Linked DNA regions of Sus scrofa: region 2 is linked to region 1. A link is a contact called in public HiChIP or PLAC-seq data. All regions are on one chromosome and are shown on one strand. Each heading gives the region's core, a stretch centred on a gene start, on an enhancer-like site or on the middle of the called end of the contact. The rest is flanking DNA. Distances are from core to core; before and after follow the strand shown. Region 1 overlaps LGMN (legumain). Region 2 holds the start of GOLGA5 (golgin subfamily A member 5).

Region 1 (5,423 bases), core at 1,263-3,762:
CCTCCCCAAGGGTCACCAGGAAGAAACGTAGCTCTTTTAACACCTTGATTTGACCCAGTGAGACCCATTCCAGACGCCTCTCCTCTAGAGCTGTGACAGGATGAATCTGTGTTAAGCCACTAAATTTGTGGCAATTTGTCACAGCAACAGTAGGGAACTGAAACAGTGATGGTGAAAGCACACTGGGCTCTCGGAAACGTCTTGATGTCATCCAGTCGCCCTCCACCCTGGCAATTCTGTTCCAAGCTATACCCTCGAGAAACCCAGGCCCATATGTCAAGGGAATGTTTACTGCCTCGCTGTGACAGCAAAATCAAGAAATGACCCAAAGCACCATCAACAGCTGGAAAAATCAACTGTCTACATTTATGTAACAAAATATCAGAAAGCTCACACAGGGAGTTTCCCTGGTGGCTCAGCGGATTAAGGATCCAGCACAGCCACTACTTTGGCTTAGGTGACTGCTGTGGCACAGGTTTAATCCCTGACCTAGGAACTTCAGCATGCCATGGGGGTAGCCAAAAAAAAAAAAAAAAAAAAAAAAAAAACTCACACAAATGGAATTATCTAAAAATGAATGAAAGTACAACCCATGCTTCAAAATACATAAATCTCAAGAGCATAATGAGAAAAAGAATAAGTCGTAGAGAAAAAAATCCACAATGAGTACCTTTATAAGGTCAAAACAGGGTAAATATTGCTGTTTAAACAGTTAAATATATATATATTATTTATATTATATTATATATTATATATTATAATATATTATATATATGATATATTATATATTATAATATATGTTATAATATTATATATGTTATAATATATTATATTATATGTTATAATATTATATAGTATATATAGTACATATGATATATATTATATTATATAGTATATATGATATATATTATATATATATATCATATATATTATATATGGCAAAAATCTAGAACAAAGCAAAAGAATGACCAAAATCCCAAGGGCTTGCCTCTGGCAGGAGGGGAGGGAGATTTGATCAGACAAATGTCTATCAGCACAGAAAGAGACAAAATGTGGTCCATCCATACACGGGAATGCCGTTTGGCAACCAAAGGAATGAAGTACTGATACGCCCTACAACACAGAGAAACCCCAAAAACATGATGCTAAGAGAGGCCAGACACAAAAGACCACTCTGCACAGCTCCATTTATATGAAATGTTCAGAAAAGGCAAATTTACAGAGATGGAATCCGTATTAGTGGTTGCATGGGCCTGAGGGTGGGGACTGGAAACGGCCCGAGGGATCTTGCCCGGGAGATGGAAACTTTCTAACACCGACTGCCCATAGCGTTTGCACGACTTGGCAAGTTGACTAAAAAAATCACTGAGTGGGATGCTTGCAATGGGTGAATTATACATGATCTGTAAAATATGCTTCAATAAGGTTCTATATTTCAGAAAGGGCAGGTTCAGCCTGTCCCGTTAGTGTTGTCTTATACTGTTTGGCTCCTCACCCCTACCTTAACAGGCAGGTGCTTTTATGCCCATTTCACAGATGGGGACAAGCTCAGACGGCTCAGGGTATCCACCCCAGGTCTTTTGCCCCTGACCCTGCCTGACCCCTGCTGCCACATGCAGCTGTCTCAAGTCGAGCCGTGATTCTCTTGGGTCCTTGGAGTTACTTGGGTGCCTCCAACTTTCTTAATTCAAAAGGGTTTTGTGGTGTAGGTCACAAACAGATGCAGCTCAGATCCCGAGTTGCTGTGGCTGTGGCATAGGCCAGCAGCTATAGCTCCAATTCAACCCCTGGCTTGGGAACTTCTATATGCTGCAGGTGAGGCCCTAAAAAGACCAGGAAAAAAAGGAGGTTTGGTTGGAGCCAAGCATTTACTGGCACCCAAAAGAAATAAAGGCAGGGCTAGGAGTTCCTTGGTAGCTCGGTGGGTTAAGGATCCAGCATTACCACTGCAGTGGCTCAGGTTCAATCCCTGGCCGGGAACCTCTGCATGCCCCAAGCGCAGTCAAAGAAAAAAAAAAGAGGAGTTCCTGTTATGGCTCAGTGGTTAACGAATCCAACTGGGAACCATGGGGTTGTGGGTTCAATCCCTGGCCTCGCTCAGTAGACTGAGGATCCAGCATGGGTGTGGGTTGCAGATGCAGCTTGGATCCCACATTGCTGTGGCTCTGGCGTAGGCCAGCAGCTGTGGCTCCAGTTAGACCCCTGGCCTGGAAACCTCCATATGCCACAGGTGCGGCCCTAGAAAAGGCAAAAAGACAAAAAAAAAAGAGAGAGAGAGAGAGAAAAGCAGTCAACCAAGTCAAATGATAAAGGTCACTTGAATGACTTCCCAGGACCGTATCAGATCAATATGCGCTGCCCCCATAAAAACTGAAATGTCGTAGGTGGGAGCACGTGAGAAGCAGGCACTGAGCAAGATTCAGAGAAAGGGCAAGGCCTCTGGACTACGGAGCAGAGACTGCTGACAGCTGTTTCACAGCTTGCGTAAGGAGCTCTGCCACTTTACTCATCACCCCGTGACTTCCTGGTGCCAGCCGCTGTCCTGACTCTGATTTGCTGTCTCCACCTCAGGCCAACTGTAAGCTAAATAAGGTCAATCGGCCCGGAGCAAAGTCTAAATACCTGACATGCTCAGTCACTGCCAAGGGGTCCCCTTTCAAGCCAGGTCGGGGTTCTGTCTGTAGAGAGCAGCATGCACACTGCCACTCCGGAGTGCTGCCGAGGCTGGGCTGGGGGTCCAGGCTTCACGGAACTGCCTCACGGAGCCCTTGCATGACCACAGCCATCTCGAATTTTCCAGAGGAGAATCAGAGCTTTAGAGTGCAATTACGTGATTGGTAATTACACCCCCGGGGTCTGTGCAAGTCCACGGGCCCCAACTTCCACCACCCCGCCCAGCCTCTGCCTTGTCAAAGCGCATTCCCTCAACTCAGCCCCACCGGGCTGGGCTCTCCATCCACGTTTCTTTTTTGTTTTAACATAAAAGTGATACTTTGTAACAGGATAGATTAACCTCCAAAGCCTTATGCTAAAGCCAGACAGCCAAGACTGCTTATTGTATGTTTCCATTTATATGAAATTTCTAGAGAAGGCAAAACAACAGAGACAGGGCAGGTCCTTGGATGCATGGGGCTGGGATGGGCACAGGCGAACTTTGTAGAATGACCAAAGTGTCCTAAAACTGGACTGTGGTAAACCCTGTACAACTGTATGAATTTACTAAAAATCACTAAACTGGAGTTCCCGTGGTGGCTCAGCCGTTAGTGAACCCAACTAGCATCCATGAGGACACAGGTTTGATCCCTGGCCTCGATCAGTAGGTTAAGGATCCAGCATTGCCGTGAGCCGTGGTGTAGGTCGCAGACACAGCTTCGATCCCACATTGCTGTGGCTGTGGCTATGGTGTAGGCCGGCGGCTACAGCTCCGACTGGACCCCTAGCTTGGGAACCTCCATATGCCACGAGTGTGGCCCTAAAAAGACCAATAAATAAATAAATAAATAAATAATCACCAAATTATAGGACAGGTGAATTGTACGACATGCAAAATTATACCTCAGTAATACTGCCTGCAAAAAATGGTAACTGCACACACTTTTAAAATACATAAAATTAAAGGTGATCTTTCAGAAATGTAGTAACTCTGCCAAAACGCCAAACCACCTTCTCCTTCAGAGCCCCACGGGCAGCAAGGACCTCAAGCCTCCCCCTCACGCCCTCCTCCTAGTGACACCCGGCTCCCATCTGCCTCTCCTCCCAGCTCCCGGCATCCTGAACGTCCTCCCCACGGCCTGTGCAACAGCGACCTTGACGTTCAATCTACTTCACCACCACCTCTCTGCCCCAGCTGGGCCTAAGAGTTTCCTTCTCCATGGGCTCAAATCTCGGCTTTGAAAGAAACCCTCCTCCCGTCCACTCCTCCCCTGGTGACCGAGGTGCTCATTCTGCATCCCTCCAAGCCTGTTGGAAGGCTGGACCACACAGCCGTCCCCAAGTGCAGCTTGCACTGCGGGACCTCTCTCTGCCCTCCACGCGCTGCCGTCTGGGTCTGCCCCGCCACTGCAGGAACCTGTCCTCAAGGCCTTTCCCAGCCTGTCCCACCAGCATCACCCTAGACCAGCTCCCGCTCTGTCACCCACTGATCCCAGGATCCCAACCCGAAATGGAAAACAGAGAAATCCGTTCGGTTTAACTAACGCGGTATAAATAACCATCTTCAAGCGCAGAAAAGCACTCTGCAATGATTTGACTGAGCCTGGTGTATTTTTGAGGGGGACGGGGACCACACCTGCAGCATATGGAGGTTCCCAGGCTAGGGGTCAAATCAGAGCTGCAGCTGCCCGCCAACACCACAGCCACAGCAATGCCAGATCCCAGCCACGTCTGTGAGCGACACTGCAGCTTTTGGCAATGCCAGACGGTTAACCCACGGAGCAAGGCCAGGGATCAAAAAGCAATGCCACATGGTTAACCCACGGAGCAAGGCCAGGGATCAAAGCCTCATCCTTGTGTATACTAGTCCGGTTCTTAACCCATTGAGCCACAACGAGAACTCCGTGCTTGGTATATTAATCCTCCCTAAAGAAATTTGTGATAACGAGTGCTATGTTAACCCAAGGATAATGTAAACTTCTATAAAAATGTTAAGTTTAAAAGTATGTGTAGGTTCTACTTCCACTGGGAAAGTTCTTTCAAATGCTCTCTGAATGCTCAGCCTCCGTCAAGAGAGCAAATGTTGGCAGCTGGCTGAGAAGACACCCCGGCCGGCAGGGACATGGGCTGACCCAGCGATGACTCAGCATCCACATTTCCTCTGCACAGACTGCCTCGGTGCCAACATCCGCCCTCAGTGGGGATGAAGAGTTCAGCCTTCATTCCATTCTGCTGCCCTCATTCCTTTTTTTTTTTTTCGTCTTTTTTAGGGCCGCAACCACGGCATACAGAGGTTCCCAGGCTAGGGGTCTAATCAGAGCTACAGCTGCCAGCCTACGCCAGCGCCACAGCAATGCGAGATCTGAGCCACGTCCGTGACCTACACCACAGCTCACGGAAATCCTGGATCCTTAACCTACTAAGCGAGGCCAGGGATTGAACCCACACCCTTACAGATACTGCTCGGGATCATTACCGCTGAGCCACAGCAAGAACTCCACCTTCATTCCATTTTGATACTGAGTATTTTACCCAAGGAACCTAGCAACACACACAAAAGTTTTCTGGGAGCAAAGGGTAATCAGATTCCTCTTCTTAAAAATGTTTAATTAATGTATTTTTAAATGGTTGTATCAAAACCAGGGTGGCTGATGAAACAGCCCATCCACTGTCCATGACCTGTATTTGATACCCCATCTTTTCTAACGCATGGTGAGAGGAGAAGGAGAAGCTGACCTGGGCAGTTAGTATCAGGTTGCTCCTCTTTAACT
Region 2 (6,242 bases), core at 1,677-4,176, 42 kb after region 1:
GATGAAGATCCCGCCCCCCACCTCAGGCCTGGGGAACTCCACCAGGTCTTTCTATGCCTGCATGCCTCCAGCATTTTAGCAGAATGTTCTACCTCCATGTTCCTGGCATCCTTGAGAGTCAAGCAGGGAAGCTACTTGAGATGAGATTGGCATTGAGGGTTAGGCAGCCGGGATGGGAGATTTGGTTCGCTTCAACTTCTTTCACTCTCATCCTTTCAGTGATGAACAATACTGTTTCTGGAGTTCCCGTTGTGGTGAGCTGTAGTGTAGGCTGAAGACTCAGCTCAGATCTGGCGTCACTCCGGCTGTGGTATATGCTGACAGCTGTAGCTCTGATTCGACCCCTGGTTGGGGAACTTCCCTAAAAAAAAAAAAAAAAAAAAAATTTCTGCAGTCCCAGATGCACCACTTGCTTCCTGTTTGGCCTTGGGAAAGTAACTTAAATCTCTCTCTTTTTTTTAAGAGCTGCATCCATGGCATATGGAGATTCCCAGGCTGGGGGTTGAATCAAAGCTACAGGCGGCCAGCCTATGCCAGAGCCACAGCAACCTAAGATCCCAGCCTTGTCTGCAGTCTATACCACAGGTCATGGCAACACCAGATCCTTAACCACTGAGCAAGGCCAGGGATCGAACCTGCATCCTCATGGATACTAGTCGGATTCGATTCTACTGCACCACAAAGGGAACTCCTAACTTAAACCTCTCTAAATCTCAATGTCTCCATCTGTTAAACAGGGTATGTATTAGTCAGATTTCATTAGACAAGGCTGTGTAAGAAATGATTTCACATCTTTAAAAACAAAGGTTTATTTTGTGCTCATGTAATTTGTTAGGAAGGCATGGGCTGTTTCCCATCTCTTTCCTTCCAGGACCCAGGCTGAGAGAACAGCTCCATCTGGGACAGGCCATTCTCATGAGAGAGGAAAAAATCAAGAGCCCTGGTAGAAATACACAGTGGCTCTTAACATGACTGCTCAGATGTGGTGAAAGGCATATCCCTTCTATTGGTCAAATCAAGTCACATGATCAAGCCTGACATCTGAAAGGCTGGAAAAGACACTCTTCCTACAGGATGCATTGTAGTCACATGGCAACAGCTATGACGTACAGTCTTTACTGACCTGAAACAACTAGACTCCCATGTATTTCTCTGCCAAAGATGGGTTTATCTGGGATCAGCAGAGAATTGCAATTTGCATTTTTTTCTTTTTTGGCCACACCTGCCACATGTGGAAGTTCCCAGGCCAGGGATCAAACTGGCACCTTAGCAGCGACTTGAGCCACAGCAGTGACAATGCCAGGTCCTTAACCCATTGAACCACCAGGGAACTCCTGCAGTTTGTGGTTTTGCAACCATGGTGAATCGCCTGCAATTGTGCACCTGTGCAAAGGAAGGAGACCACTTTTATAGAGGGGGAAAGGAAGTTGGGAGGGCTTTAGTAAACAAAGTGTCTGAAGCTTTTCATTGGCTGAGTTGTTACCAAGAAAGATACTTCTGGTTGGGCTCTACTTTGGTCACAAAGTGTGAGAGCTCCCCCTTCTGGTCTCCCAACTCTATCTAATGTAGGCTTGTTTCTTGATTTTTTACATCTCTGAGGGGAACAACAATGCCACCTACCACAGGATAATAACAGTACTTGCTTATGGCTAGTGTAAGACGTGAAACATGTCTAACATGTCTAACACTTAACACAATATACAGCACTCAATAAGGGCATAGGAACAATTAGAGGCTCTTATTATCATCATTATTATTTCTAGTGCTGCTGAGTTTTTCTGTTCACTGGACTGGGCTAAACCTGTCTTGAGAGGTGGAAAAGAAGGAGCTGTTAACACACCCAATATTTAATTTGGAGACAGTAAAACACTGTGCCTAAGGGAATAATGTGGATTCCTTATTAGGGCACGTGATCTTAGATAAGCTAACTTCTGAGGTCCTTGGGACTATGTTGTAGGCTTGTTATTTAGGCCAAATTAGTCCAACCTTGCACACAAAGTAGGTGCTGAGTATTCATTGCATTATTTTATTTTTAATTTTTTATTTTTTTTTAATTTTTTGGCTTTATCAAGGGCTGTACTTGAGGCATATGTAGGTTCCCAGGCTAGGGGTTGAATCAGAGCTACACCTGCAGGCCTATGCCACAGCAACACAGGCTCTGAGCATCATCAGTGACCTACACCACAGTTCACGGCAATGCTGGATCCTTAACTCACCCAGCAAGGTCAGGGATCCAACCCCCGACCTCATGGTTACTAATCAGATTCTTTTCCCTTGAGCCACAAGGGGAACTCCTTTTTTGAATTACTGAACGTGGATTTCAGACTCATTTCAAATATTCAGTGAACTGTGTGCATATACACAACTACAAGACTGCTGTACGGAAAGCCCTTTACTGGCCTTTTTCACTTTTGGGTCTCAACTCAGATGTCACCTCCTCAAAGAGAACTTCCCTGACCATAATATCATTTAAAGTACTTCCCCCACCCCCCATTATCTCGTCTTTACAGCTCTGGTGGCCCTGCAATCCTCCTGTTCATCCACTGGTTTACTTACTATACCCCTGCGACTAGAAAGCAAAATGCATAAAATCAAGGATCTTATTTTCTGTATTCCCACCTCCTGCCGTGGGCCTCAACATCGTCATATGAAAAACCAGAAGGGCCTAAGCTAAGTGCCTTAGAGGTAAGCACGGGCGGGTCTCAAGTCTCAAATTCCTTCCAGGAGGGGCACCGCCTCCGCCACTCACGTGGGCCGCACCGGGGCCCGCCCCCCGAAGGGCGTGGCTTGCAATGTTGTGTCGGCCGCGTGCAGGCCGTCGCCCGGGAGGCGAGCTACGTCACACGCACACAAGCCCTGCCCACCCCGTTTCTCGCCACGGGAGGAAAAGGGGCGTGGCCAGGCGCGAGGACCCCGAAGCCGCCGGTGCTGCCGCCTGAGTTGCCTTCAGCTGGCTGCTCTAGGTTCCCGGCCGCTCAGGCAGCTCGGAAGCCACTCTGTTTTGGGGTCCTCGCTGCTCTTCCACGTCTCCCGGAAGAGTAGCTGAGCCGCGGCTGGTGCGGGACTGGGTTTGCTCAGCCTGGGCCCGCTCCCGGCCGGCTGTTGAGGGGGCGGCCCGGGAGGGAAAGGAGGCCGCGCAGCAGCCGCTTCAGAGTCCTCAGGTGAGGCGGCGGCAAGATCCTAGTAGGCCGGATAGTTCCGCAGGGGGCGCGAACGGCATTAGGGGCGGGGGCGGCGTCATTTCAGCGGAGACTCTGGTCTCTCCGCCCCGCTGGGGCTGGGAAGGGGACCAGAGAGCCCCCTTGGGCCCCCATCGGCGTGGCTTTGTGCCCCCCTTTTTCTTCCCTTCCCCACCCCCAGCCTCGTTTGGCCGCTCTTCCCCCTCCAGAGGCTCAGCGAGTTGGGTGGGGGGCGAAGTAGGGGTCTGTATCCACTGACAGCGGACTTCTAGGGACCAGCCGGCGGACCGCAGTCTCCCTTCCTCTATGTTTATACTTGGCTTTCGTAACAGCCCCTGTCACCGCGGCCGTCCGACCCATCCCCATCCCACCCACACTCACCTTCTCTCCACTTGGGCCTGGACTGTTTACTGGGGGGAATTTCTTGAGGGCTCTGTACCTCTGAAGTCGGTTGGAGTTGTTTGTTCGTCCCCTGGGGCAAGTGCCCAGGGTCCATCTTCGTGTTTATTTGGGTAATCTAAAGGCACAGGCTTTTGTTTTAAGGCCCTTTAAAACTTTTAAAGTGGGAGGCAAGATATAAGGAATTAATAAGTATGTTTTGATTGCTTTCTTAGGAGAGATAATTTGTCCCCTAATTACCACCAACGTTTATTTGGGAATAATAAATCGTAGGGAGTTTTATATATCAAACATATCACTTACATTTTCATTTGCTTTCACCTAAACTCCTTGAAATAATACACGGGCATATAATCGTCCCGTTTTACAAGGAACAGGTTTAGAGGGTGAGTTTCTTCTTTAGGTTATTCAGATACTGGGAGGCTAGATAGGGGAGGAAGGAGTTAAAAAGTGAGCTTGGAGTTTACATCGTGGCTCAGGGGAAGCGAATCTGACAAGGATCCATGAGGATGCAGGTTCAATCCCTGGCCTCGCTCAGTGGGTCAAGGATCCGGCATTGCTGAGAGAGGTGGTGTAGGACGCAGGCTGGGATCTGGCGTTGCTGTATCTGTGGTGTAGTTTGGCAACTACAGCTCCCATTCCACCCCTAGCCTGGACACTTCCATATGCCAGAGGGTGCAGCCCTGAAAAGACAAAAAGGAAAAAAAAGAGTGGGTTTGGCTGATTTCCCTATCTGAGCTGCTGTCTAGACTTTGGGCTGTTTCTAAACCTTTTTTCCCTATTTGTGAAAAAAAAAAGGGGGGGGTGGGGGAGTATTGCTACTTAGCCATAGTGTGGTTGTGAAAATTATGTGTGCTAAAGATAATGTCTCCAGGGCATCTAACAGAAATTAATTCCATTCGGCAGTATTTGTGGGTGCCTACTGTGTGCTGAGAATTCATTGGACAAAACAGTCATGGCCTCTACCCACAGACTCTGCTCCTCCTCTTCCCCAAGGGAAACAGAAAAAAAAAGAAAAAAACCCAGATAAAACATAAAGGGCTATGAGGGAGAAGAATAGCGTGCGACTGGAGAATGATAGGACCAAATTTGGATGGAATGAAAAAGAGCTGTTTTTTTCTGCAGATGACATTAAATACTACCAAGAACAAATGAGAATTAATTTTGAAAGAGCTCTGCAGGCAGAAGGGACAGTGTGCACATTCAAAAAACTGTTGCTGGAGGAGTTCCTGTCGTGGCTCATTGGTAACAAACCTTACTAACATTGATGAGGACTTGGGTTCGATCCCTGGCCTTGCTCAGTGAGATAAGGATCCAGCGTTGCCGTGAGCTGTGTGTGGTGTAGGTCGCAGACACAGCTGGGATTTTGCGTTGCTGTGGCTGTGGCTGGCGTAGGCCAGCGGCTACAGCTCTAATTCGACTCCTAGCCTGGATGCAGGCCTAAAGAGCCAAAAAAAAAAAAAAAAAAAAGAAAAGAAAGAAATTGTTCACTTTTTAATATACTATTCTGTAGCATGATGACTGATGATTTCATTGTCATTGTTTTGATTTATTGTGGCACTGGATAAGTACTCATACTTAATGTATCAAATGAATGGCTATGCAGTCATATTGTTTTATTCAGAACTTTGCTTAATGTGCAAATGGTAGGTACTGAGAATTTAAGTTATCGAAGGTGTACTTTAGACAGATTACATATATGGGCACCTAAATTACCCATGATAGTGGTGCCGTTTAATGCTAAGGTAGCTTTTGTATTACTGAGGAGTTTCAAGTTTCAGCACCTTAAAACACACTTCAGAGAAGTGTCGTTTTTATTTGGGTGTACTGGAATTTTGCGGTATTGATTATTTGATATTTGGGTGCTTTTGCTACATTAAGATTTATCCTTCGTTGAAATAAGAACAACAGTAATAGTGGTAGTTGGAATATGGTAACAGCAACTACTAAAATGAGTGCATACTATGTGCTAGGCCTTTTTCAAAGTGTTTTTTGTTTTTTTTTGTCTTTTTGTCTTTTTGCCTTTTCTAGGGCTGCTCCCGAAGCATATGGGGGTTCCCAGGCTAGGGGTCTAATCGGAACTGTTGCTGCTGGCCTACCCACAGCCACAGCAACGTGGGATCCAAACCGCGACTGCAACCTACACCACAGCCTACGGCAACGCCGGATCCTTAACCCACTGAGCAAGGCCAGGGATCGAACCCGCAACCTCATGGTTCCTAGTCGGATTCGTTAACCGCTGCGCCACAATGGGAACTCCAAAGTGTTTTTTAATATGTTATTTCATCTTAAAACCATCCAATAGTGTAAGTACACTTATTTTCCTCATTTTCTAGGGAGACTTTCTAGGGAAAGTTAAGCGGTTTGCTCAAAGTTACATAGTAAGAGGCAGGGTTAGGCTTTCGAACCCAGGACTGTCTGACTCCAGACCTGATCTTAGCCACCCTGCTCTGTTGTTAAGCCCACTGATGTTTTTATGTCTCTTTTAACAGATTCACCAGTAGGATTATTCTGCTGCCATCATGTCCTGGTTTGCTGATCTTGCTGGGAAGGCAGAAGATCTTTTAAATAGAGTTGATCAAGGAGCTGCAACGGCTCTCAGTAGGAAAGAGAACACCAGCAACATCCCTTATAGCAAAAATACTGACTATCCTGAGCTTCACC

Evidence for each region. HiChIP or PLAC-seq counts read pairs in DNA pulled down with a chosen protein or histone mark.
Region 2: a contact with region 1 is called in an H3K27ac HiChIP or PLAC-seq map of alveolar macrophages. The contact joins the promoter of GOLGA5 here to the enhancer-like site in region 1. A contact is called at or near these places in 1 of 5 promoter capture datasets (liver), 6 of 47 Hi-C or Micro-C datasets (alveolar macrophages, liver, retroperitoneal adipose tissue and 2 more) and 2 of 2 datasets of contacts at active chromatin or transcription factors (alveolar macrophages and skeletal muscle).

The regions. Positions count from the first base shown.
Region 1 is chr7:114,192,934-114,198,356 of Sscrofa11.1, forward strand. The region is part of intron 2 of LGMN (legumain); the gene reads right to left. Among named protein-coding and RNA genes, the nearest start is that of LGMN, 14 kb to the right of the region's middle. Within about 2 kb of position 2,513, at least 33 of the 83 cell types and tissues checked have an H3K27ac peak or open chromatin away from gene starts, as enhancers often do. A contact at or near this core is called in alveolar macrophages, liver, retroperitoneal adipose tissue and 1 more, where this site is marked.
Region 2 is chr7:114,234,133-114,240,374 of Sscrofa11.1, forward strand. It overlaps GOLGA5 (golgin subfamily A member 5), which reads left to right and starts at 2,927. Exons shown (of 13, transcript XM_013989218.2): 1 at 2,927-3,161; 2 at 6,071-6,242. The coding sequence starts at 6,101.